Regions from separate parts of the Mus musculus genome. Here region 2 is linked to region 1. The links are chromatin contacts, called in public promoter capture Hi-C maps. All regions are on one chromosome and are shown on one strand. The core of a region is the stretch at or near the end of the contact, and the rest is flanking DNA. Distances in the headings are between cores, read along the strand shown. Region 1 holds the start of Trpc1 (transient receptor potential cation channel, subfamily C, member 1). Region 2 holds the start of Rasa2 (RAS p21 protein activator 2).

Evidence for each region. Promoter capture Hi-C pulls out the DNA fragments that hold promoters and counts their contacts.
Region 2: a contact with region 1 is called in a promoter capture Hi-C map of liver, with 3 times the contacts expected there. The contact joins the promoter of Rasa2 here to the promoter of Trpc1 in region 1. A contact is called at or near these places in 3 of 39 promoter capture datasets (hippocampal neurons, liver and pre-B cells).

The regions. Positions count from the first base shown.
Region 1 is chr9:95,746,491-95,751,795 of GRCm38.p6, forward strand. Trpc1 (transient receptor potential cation channel, subfamily C, member 1) reads right to left here and starts at 3,858. Exons shown (of 13, transcript NM_011643.4): 1 at 3,178-3,858. The coding sequence starts at 3,349.
Region 2 is chr9:96,628,265-96,633,598 of GRCm38.p6, forward strand. It overlaps Rasa2 (RAS p21 protein activator 2), which reads right to left and starts at 3,239. Exons shown (of 24, transcript NM_053268.2): 1 at 3,100-3,239. The coding sequence starts at 3,229.

The DNA of each region.
Region 1 (5,305 bases), core at 2,608-5,107:
CAAAAACAGATTTGGCTTAGGGATCAGCTAGCCACCCATGTTCTAGCCCTTCCTCTTCAAAGCATATTATTCTTATAACTTGTGGACTTCTAGCATCCTCAATGGGCACTATTTTTACTGGAATCTATGAAGTCCACTGGAAACTGGGCTAGCAATTGTAATAGTATGTATCGCAACAATAAATTTCCTCTGTCCAACTCTAATAAATCCTTAAGAGAAATTCAGTAGAGAAGTGTTACAATATCAGTTAGGAAAGATGATTCTCCATTCCCTCACTGGCTTCTCCTTTGACTTTCTAACATATGGTGGTAAATCTCACCATTCCTGAAATGATGACAGCTTTAATGTTGATCAGTTTTGCTACATGTGGTGGCTCATGCCTATCATCCCAGCACCCAGGAAGCAGAAGCAGGAGGGTTGCTGTAAGTTTGAGGTCAGCCTAGACTACTTACATAGTGAATTCCAGGCCAACATGGACTACAGGCCCAAGCTAGATTTGAGGCTAGTTGTGAAGTGTGGGAAGCTTTTGTGTCAGAATATTTATAAATCTTTTCAAACCAAACTTTCTACAAAATACTTTTGACATGGAATTATGACACTCTACTTAAAATATTTCTAATTAATATTAAAACAGATTAAGAGAAAAAAAAAAGCTTTGGAACCCAAAGAAATCCTACTGGAACTCATAAGTAATTGCTTTGGTGCTGGAATTTAGTCCTGATCGTTCACTTTTGCTTTTTAATGTTATCAATTATGGCTTCTAAGTAACATTTGAACTTCTCATTACCTATATTAAACTATTACTCCTAGTCTTAGGTTCTTTGGCATCACTAAATTTGGTGCAATCAGTCTGAAGTTTATAGTACTAGGGACAAGAGAAACTGAGATTACAACAGTGCTTGTACATTCAGATTTAACCTTTAAACACCCTTCAGTCTCTTAACACACAATGTACTAATGTTTCACTTGGGTAATGTGTTTTTAACGTCCCAGGGGAGAGAGGACTCTGTACTAGGGCCAGCCTGCCTTCCAAACCTCATTAGGCCACTTAAGCTAAACCGAAGCTTAACTTGTGTGTGCTCAGAGATATCCATTATGCACATACACATACATTTTTACCCTTACTCTTCCTCACTACTGCACATAAAGAAAACATCTTTATGGGGCCGGGCGGTGGTGGTGCACGCCTTTAATCCCAGCACTTGGGAGGCAGAGGCAGGTGGATTTCTGAGTTCGAGGCCAGCCTGGTCTACAAAGTGAGTTCCAGGACAGCCAGGGATATACAGAGAAACCCTGTCTCAAAAAAAAAAATCTTTATTAGAGAAAAATTCTTAAAGAATATGGACGTAGTCAGTTACTCATTAATAGAGCTTTTTGTCCAATGCTTTAACACAATTAAGAACTTCATGTTTATAATAGCAAGGCAAAGAGCAGCAAGTTAAAAAGAATAAAACGAAACACATTGTGAGGTCAGTAGATATGCCAGTAAGGTAGCTAGCTGCTCTACCATCCTTCATTAAAATAACCGCGAACCACTTCCCATGGTACACTTCTCAACTAGTGTGTTCTAAAGCTTTGGTGATTTACAAAATGTCCCTGTACAGAGTGCTTAAGTTCTATAACCAGTGACACTTGTGAGCTGTATAGAACGATGCCTATATAGCTCCAGTACCCTACATACTAATTATACTCTCTTCACCCCTCCTTTATGCAAATTATTTTCCTCATCATACACATCTTTATATTAGGTGCTGACTACCAATATAAAACTTCTCAACCAAATACTCAGGTCTCTGCTTCTTAATTACCCAAACCGCTCTCCTCCCTAACCTCACACCCTTCAAATCTCCTCCAAAATAGGGAAAACAGAAAGTACCACTAAATATATTAAGGAAGGTGTTAATACAACAGTGGCATATATTCTCCAGGAAATGTTGCACATTTTGAAACCATCCTGAGCCCCGAGGCACACAAAGCTGCTACAGAAACCTAAAGCATCCTTCCTTATAATGCAGCAAGCCTCTCACGAAGGTGACAGAAGACAACTAGGAGGAACCAGGGGACACGGGGAATTCTGCCCTCCCCATCCTGGCTCTAAATCCATGATGAAATGTCAAGAAGGGATTGCCTTTTGGCCTGGCTAAGATTAAACATAATCATGTAAAAAAAAACAAAAACCTATCTCAAATGCTTTAAAAGGTTTAGGGAGATGTTGTTGACTTAAACCTCTATATGTGAACAAATCCAAAAACTTCTGTAACTAGTTTTCCCATAGTGTGAGCTGGCCTCTGGAAGTAGGCTTCAGAAGTCTGCATGGTTCCAACAACGTTTTCCCAAATAAACACTGCCTTTCAACATCCAACTGCTTAACTGAGGAATGAGAATGTTTCAGTACTTTTTTTGTTTTTCAGATAAGAGATAAAAGCAATCTGGGAGCAACCAAGTTCCATGCTTGTCTTTTAATGTGGCCAGAAAGTGATCAATTTTTAGATTCAAAACCAGTATATTCCACATTATTTCGCCTATATTTACTTTTTTTTTTTTTTTACTACCTTTGCCTCCCTCCAACTCTCTGAAGCAATAAATCTTTCTCCCTAATAAAAAATACCGACATTTAAAAGGGGTTCCAGAAATTTGGGGAAAGTTTCGGCAACTAGGGCAGGATTTTTCGTATTATTTGTGTTAAAGATAATGGGATACTACTCAACTGTAACAGGCTAAGGCACTGCTGGCTGATGCTAAACAGAAGTAAAAGTCTTTTTTAAAAATAACAACAACAACAACAACAACAAACCTACAAGGTGACAGCCCATAAATCGGAGAAGTCTTAAGGGAAATTCGTAGAATTTTCGGATTAGGTCCAAAACTAGCCTCTGGCTCCCAAAGGAAGAAGTAACTTCAAACTAGAGTTTATTAGTGACAGAAGTGGGGCAACTTTGGGATCAAGGCTCCCTCCTCGCCATGGAAACGTCCCACCTGCGCGAGTCCACCGCCCCCGCCCTACCTGCCTGCTGCTCAAGCTCAATTAGGCAGAAGTCCTGCGGGCTGCACAGAGGTGGGAATAGCCGCTGCACACAAGGAAAAGCACGAGTGCCAGGAGTTAAGTTGAGGCAGGGGCCGGACCCGGGGAGTGGGTGCTAGGGTGTCCGGAGGTGGAGAAGGGGGCCTAGCTCTCACCCTTGTCGCACGCCAGCAAGAAAAGCTTCTCATTCAAGGTGTTCTCCTCCTTCACCTCTCGCACATCCTTCAGCGCCATCACTTCGTTGGGCGACGAGGAGGATGGGGAGGAAGGCAGGGAGGAGGAGGAGACGCCCGAGAGGTCCGTGCTCGGGTACAGGGCCGCCATCATCGCGGCCCACGACGGGGGCAGGCCAGGAGACGGAGGCGGGGCCCCCATGGGCGCCGACCCCGACCCCGACCCCGAGCTGGAAAACGGGTGAGTCGTTCCCACGGCCACATCGGCGTGCGGCCCGTTGGCCCCGAAGGGCGTCGCCTCGCCCCGAAACCAGCACTCGCCCTCCACGGACAGCCCCAGGTTGGTGGCCGCGCTGGCGCGGCCCCGGGGCCAGCGCCCTCTGCCCAGCCGCCGGCGCCCCGGTCGAGCTGGTCCGCGCCCGTCCGGGGACGACAGAGTGGAGCGCGCCAGGGCGGCAGCCGAGCGCGGGGCCGTGCCAGGAGCCGCAGGGGCCGCACAGGGAGCGGCCCGGCCTGGGAGGGAGTGAGGGGGCCGCCGGCCGGAGAGCTCGGCGGTGCGCTTCGCAGCACGTCTGGCTCCGGGGCTGTGGGAACCGCTGGCCCAGCAGCACCCACAGGAGGCAGAGGTTCGCGGCTTTCTCCTCACGTCATCCTCAGCCCCGCGGAGGCGACGACACCGGGGCGGGGCTTAAGGCGAAGCCGGGCTAGGGGCGGGGCTTGTAGGGGCGGGGCTCCAGGGCTGACGCGCCTCTCTGGTCGGTCGCCTAGCATCTTGGGCGCGTCTGCAGCATCTTTGAGCACCTGAGGGCATGGGAACCGCTTGGTGGCGGATTTCAGGTAATTTTATCCGCTGCCTGTTTGTGCTGCTGCTGCTACTGCAGCACAGAAAAGGGCCAAGGAGCTTCTGAAGGATTAACGTTTACTTGAAATCCTGTACGGAATTGTCCTAAAGCCTGGCCAAAGCAACCTGATTATGGAGTTTGTGTTTACAGTTCCCTCGTTCCTAAAGGCGTTTTAAAAACAATCTTTGTGATTTAATATGGTCTAACATTCCTGATATTTCCAAAGTCACTATAAAAGTATTCGCATGTAAGTCAAAGGCGACCTATAACCGTTGCATAAGCACAGTTTAGGAGTTACTCGCCATACAAGTCCTTTTAGTGGATTCGTTATATTTATCCTATCTAATTTTAAGAGATTCGCTATTTAGACAACAATTGTCTGACGTCCAGCAAATGCGACTTGAAAACTGCATCTTTTCAATAATTTTTAATTGCTTCCTGCAGTCAACACTAGGGGGAAAATCTGAACTCTACGTTTAAGATTTAGATTTTTAAAGCAATGGATAAATGTACTTAAATTTGAGGGGAATACTGCCTCTCCTATTCAGGCTACTTTGTCCCATTAGTTTCTCTTTCAACATTTAACTTACTAATTCTTAAAAATCAATGTTCTCTTTAGATATTCTCTAAAAGTCTTTGATGTCGAAGTCATCTTTTCAAACGTTTTCTGTATTTGATGTAAATGATAATCTCAAGTTGCTCCAGTTTTTGTTTCTAAATGATCTCCCCGTTGTCGTGTAATGTTTAATACACTTCCAAGTTTATGAGTTTGGTGAAATTTCCAAGAGGCTCAAGGTGAAGCCAGTGGGAGAGAGGAGCGCCCATACATTTGTATATGCACCTCCTTTGTTGCTCAGCAAAATGTTTAGCCAGTAGTAGAAATCTAATCCTGCGCTATCTGAAATTTCAGTATTTGAAGTTAACTCAAATGACTCACAGCCATACACAGATTCTTTATCCAAAGAACTATGGGACTGGATTACTTTCTAAGACTGGAGGGAATTCCAACCCTCTTTGGTAGTAATCTTAAGAGACCTTCCAAAGCACTAGAGAGCCTACTTCAGGCAAGCTGATAATTATAATGCAGGCTTTTGGATTGTCTCCGATACAGACAAACTGCTCAGCGGGCATAAATTGGGACATTCTAACAATACCTACATACTTAGCACATGTGATATGTAGATCAGTATTGGAGTTATGATGAACAATGGTATTCAAAAAACTCAAAAGTGGCATATTACTCTAAGCAACTCCATCAAGTCACAGGC
Region 2 (5,334 bases), core at 1,989-4,488, 880 kb after region 1:
GGGGTGCATACAAACTACCTTTAGGTATGCTACTTATATCAAAGTAGTTCAGACCAAAAATACTCCTAATTTTGTTTACTAAAGGTTCAGATGAAAATTCTAAGATATCTAACAACTTTGTGTCGTGAATTCAGGTAAGGAAGCTGAACATTCAAAACCCTCAGGATATCTAGGACACTAAAATGCCCTAAGAAACTGGGTACTAATCAGTCTATAACACAAAATACTGTCTGCGATAATAGATTTCTTTAAACTGGTTGTGTGAAAACAGCTATATGATGGTCTCTGTGTGTGTGTGTGTGTGTGTGTGTTTGTGTGGTGTGTGTACTTGTTAATGTACTGACTGTGTGCACTAGCTGTGTGTGCATGTGCATGCCCATGGGTGTGGGTGCCTGAGACCAACATCTGGTGTTTTGATCTCTCTCTCTCTCTCTCTCACCTTTATCATCTGAGACAAGGTTTCTCTATGAACCAGAAGCTCTACCCAAGCAAGCTACCCAGTCCCTGAGGTTCAAGGCTCTGCCTGTCCAAACACTCCACTAGTGCTGGGTTAGAGGAAAGCGCGGTGACCCCTCCTCCCCCACCCATGCCTTTCTACTTGGGCTCTGGTGATCCTGCTTGCTAAGCAGGCACTTTACCAACTGAGCCATCTCCCCACCCGCTGGTTTTCTGATCTGTCAACTTGATACTATTTATACCTTGTGAAATCTATGGGACACAAATAAGTTAGAAATGAAACACTGAAGAAAGTGTGGACCATTATCTAACCTCTAGAACTTCCACAATATAAACATCGGGCCACCCTCGCTCTTCTTAAGGATGATTCGGACTACACTACCCAGGAGTGCTTCCTCTCAGGTGGATCAGATGAGAGGCTCCCAAAGAGCAGTTCTGAGCTTAACAGCTCATCTCCAGGCTAACAGGGAGCTACCAGGTTCTCCCCAAGGTTTCTCAGTGTGGTAGAAAGGACTGGTGACTTCAACACTCGCAAACTGCTTAGATTCTTCATTGTCAAACTGCCATCATCCCATTTCTGTGACTTCAGCACCTGCTAATGTTTCCGCCACTTCTCATCACCTTACAAAGCCCACGTGTCAGTTTCAGGAAACACAGAAGGGCATTTCCTTACAAGGATCCGGAGGGCAACCAACCTTGATCATACCAGCTAAAAGAAGGGCAAGAAATGGGAGGGGTGTTCTTGATTTCAGTATGTATCCTTGTGAAACAGTCACAACATGACCTGAGCTATAAGATGAGCAATAAAAAATAAATAAACTGTCTAGGGTAGAAACAAGTGGTTTAGTTTAACTAGGGTTAAAATAAAAATATTCCCAGGAAATTAATGGTCAATTTCTGGGAGTGAGATTGCCTAAGCCACAGAAACCAAGTTTTGTGTGCTTGTGTGTGTGTGTGTGTGTGTGTGTTTTAATCTGCAGACCCGAATTTCACTTGGAGTGATATTTTTACCACACTGTTCACAGAACCTTTGCTATGCATCAGGTCAAAGCAGAAGGTAACTTACTCCTAAAAACAGCCCAACCCTAAATCTCAACTCCAACAGAGCACACTGTCTTCCCACAACACAATCTGCTTTTATAGATTCGCAAGGCTTCAACAGTGTCTAGCATCAAGTCACAGAAAAATATAAAGTAGTAAAAATTTGAAAAACCTAATTAGTAGGGGAAGAAAATTCTAGTGTATTTGGCTTTTCCCAAACATTACATACATGCAAATATTAACTGTAAGAAAGCTAATTTGTGAAAAGTTTACACCCTAAGAAAGTAACTTAAAATACTGGGAACTTAAGACGCACAAAACACCCACTGCTCTGGTGTAATTTCCCAAGTTTTAATACTTAAAAGTGTCTGAATTGGGAGTCCCAGGATGACGTCAGGGAATTGAAAAGTAACATTTAACATGCTTGCTCCTGGGGTTTTAATAAAATTCCAAATCCTTGAAAGGGGAGTAACATCAAAAACTCAAGTGGGAGAATCCAAAAGAAGCATCGAGATTTAAGAATTAAAGTTTATACTCTGCCAAAGAAAGAGCAGTATCAGCCATTCTAACACAATTGAATTTTCAACATATAAAATATCTCTTATAGCCAGGCATTATTTAGGAGACCGATTTCATTCTGGGGATAAAATAATCTGAATTAAAAAAGGTTTTCAACTAAAGTAACAATAAACTCTACTGATTCGCCAGTCATACAGTGAAAAGGGACCATCTCAATAAGCTGGGGGAAGTCGATCTAATATCAAAGGGTCGTTTTAAAGAGGAAGGATAGCAATGACAAACGAACTGGCCCGTCTCTGAGTAAGAGTCTACACTCATCGGTGCGGCTCTCACAAATGCACGGGAGAGAATCAAGTGGGTTGAGCGCGGACTGGATGACTGAGTTTTGAGACCTGCTCACAGGAAGCCACTACATCCTGCCCCAAGTCACCGTCAGTCACGCCGGCTCTCGATTCAAGTCCCCGCCGCGGCAAGGTGGGGCGGGCACAGGTGTCCCGCCCGAGCTCCCCGGGCGCCCCGCTCGCCCGCGCAGCCTCGCCCACCGGAGCCCCCGCCACCGGCTCCCGCAGTCCCCAGCGCCCGCCTCAACCTCGCACTGGCAGAGGAGCCCCAGGGAGCTCACACCCCCTCCTCAGCCCGCCGCCCGGCCCGGCCCGGCCCGGCCCCGCCCCGCCGCAGCCGGCCTCCCTCCCTCCTCCAGCCGCGCCTCCCTTGTAATTACCACGGGGCTCCCACCTCGGGCCGCTCCCGTCGTCCGCGGCCGCCCGCAGGCCTGCGTCGGAGGGAGGCCGGAAACTCCGCGCGCCCCCGGCCGCGCCCCGGGCTCCCGCGTCCAGGCCGCGCTCCAGGCAGCGCCCCTCGCGCCGCGCCGGTCCGGTCCGCGCGTGCAGGTCCTCACCCCGCTCGCTCCGAGGGGGAGCCCCGACCCGCGCCGGGCAGTCGGTCGACGCGGCGCCTCCCCCCAACACACCCCCATCCAGTCTCACCAGTCCCGGGCGGCCGCCGGTGCCGCCACCCCCGCGCGTGCCCGCCGCCCACCCTCCGCGCCGCCCCGGGGGTCCCCTCAGCCCCGGCCCCGCTTACAGATCCTGCCGCGCAGGCTCTGCAGCACTCGGACCTCACGACTGTCCTCGTCTCCCGTCTCCGGGTCTGCGCTGCCCGAGACGGCCGGCGCCTCGGGAGAAGCCGCCGCAGCAGGCGCTGCCGCCGCCATGGTGCCGCCCGGCCCCTACCCCAGCCCTACCGCCTGCGTAGCCGGGCAAGGCGGAGCCGGAGCGAGGCCTAGGCCGGATCGAGCCTCGCTGTAGCCCCGCCTCGGCCTCGGGCTGACTCGCCCCGCCCCTCGCGCCGTGCCCGCCCTGCATCCGCCTCGCCTTGCCTCCCTGGGCAAGTCGCGAGAGGCGCTCTGAAACCCCCACAAGGAGGAAAACCCTGGCCCTGCTGTGATCCCCAGAACCCTGAGAATTGGACGTCCCCCACGAACGGACCTCTAGGTCCCCAGATGCTCAAGGAAAAGAAAAGTCCCCAGTCAGAATGACTCCAGGTTCCAGGAAAAAGTTTGGCATTTTGGCAAACGTCAAGAGATGTATTAGAGACTCTTCCAGCGGTGTCTAGATGCTCCCGCAGTGCGGCACGTGGGGGACAAACCACATACTCAACCTTTGCTCTGGGAACATTGCTCTGCAAAAAGTTGGGTCAAGAAAAGGACCACAGACTCCGTCCAGTCCTGTCTGAGACCCAGAGAAATTTTGAGTTTATCACCAGTTTTGCATTTCAGAATCGGAACGGTGACCTCTTTCCCACTCCCAGAAGCAGGCTTTTTAGAAAGTAGATTGGCCCTGGGAAGTTTGTAAATCTTCAACTAGTTGTTGCCACTATCTTAAGGGAACTATTTACAGTGAGTAAACTGTGTGGATAACACCCTGGTATGTGAGGAGAGGGATGATTTCCTGGTCCTGAGGTTTAACTGCGCTGCCCTAAGAAGGAAGAAACTGATTTAATAGAGCAGGGTTGTTCTTTGCCAGGTGCTAGAGTCAGCCAGTCAAGGAATGTTTTCAGACATATAGGAATGGCCCTAGGGCAAAAAGACGGGGCAGAAGGCGCCAAGACCATGAGCACCTCAACCTGGAAGGGCACACAGAGAGAAGAAGCAAGTTGTGGAAACAGAGTCAAGGAGAGCCTGCCTGGGAAGAGTGAACAGACGACAAGCAAGCCCAGAAGCCACTTGTGCCAAGGCCAGTCAGGCAGACGGAGTGACCTAAGCTTGCTGGATGTCTTAGGCTACCGAGCAATACTTCCAGTCCAGCTGGTGATGCATGAGGGTGCCCCTTGTCCTGTACCATACAGCCTTGGAGAAAGTGAGCTTACCTCTCCTTCCAGGCATTTTGTTGTTTCAAACAGAAACTCCAAATGGTATTTCCCTTTCTTTCCAAATCAGAGCTCACACACCACAGGCCAGAGACTGGCTTTTTCTATTTTAAAACGTTTAATGCTTTATTGGTATGTCTTACTTATACACAGTCATGGTGTGATACCGTTTTCATACACATGTTTAATGTATGCATAGTATTCAATACCCTCTTCATCGCCGTCCACATCCCCTGCACCCCCTTCCTCTCCTCCCAGCTGGCTTTCTTCCCCTCCAATCCCCTGGAAGGTCAGTGGATGGCTGTTGGGAGGTGGTTCTCCTTTCACCGTGGGTTTCCTAGGGATTAACCCGGCCATCTGGTTTGGTATTAAGAACCTTTAATCACTGAGTCATCACACCAGCAAGACTTTTTTTTTTTTTTTTTAGTTCAATGAGTTTATGAGAGTTGTTTCCAGAAGCATAGACGAGAGATTAATTACAGGAGCACAGGAAACTTAACAGTGGCTGTACTACTGAAGAAAATGTCTCTTCCGGCAACCGTCAACTGTCAAAAATCCTTGTAAATCCTCCTGCACCCTACCACAGGATGTTGGCTCCCAGTATTGCACGGATCTTGTATAGTACAGACAACCACAGCTGCTGTCAGGTAGAATGGCTGAAGAGATGGCTGAAGGGTTTAGAGCACTTAGAGAAGAGTTCCCAGCACCCAAGTGGCAACTCACAATGCTCTGTAACTCTAGTTCCAGGGGATCCTACTCCTTCTGACCTTCAGGGACACTAAGCACTCATTATGGTATACATACATGCAAGTAAACACTCATACACATACAAATAGAAATATCTTTGTACAAAAAATGTGACAGCCATGTCATGTCATGCCAAGAAAATTCCACCACACTCCACTCTATCCTCTGACTCTTACACTCTTTCTCCCATCTTTTCCTCAACGT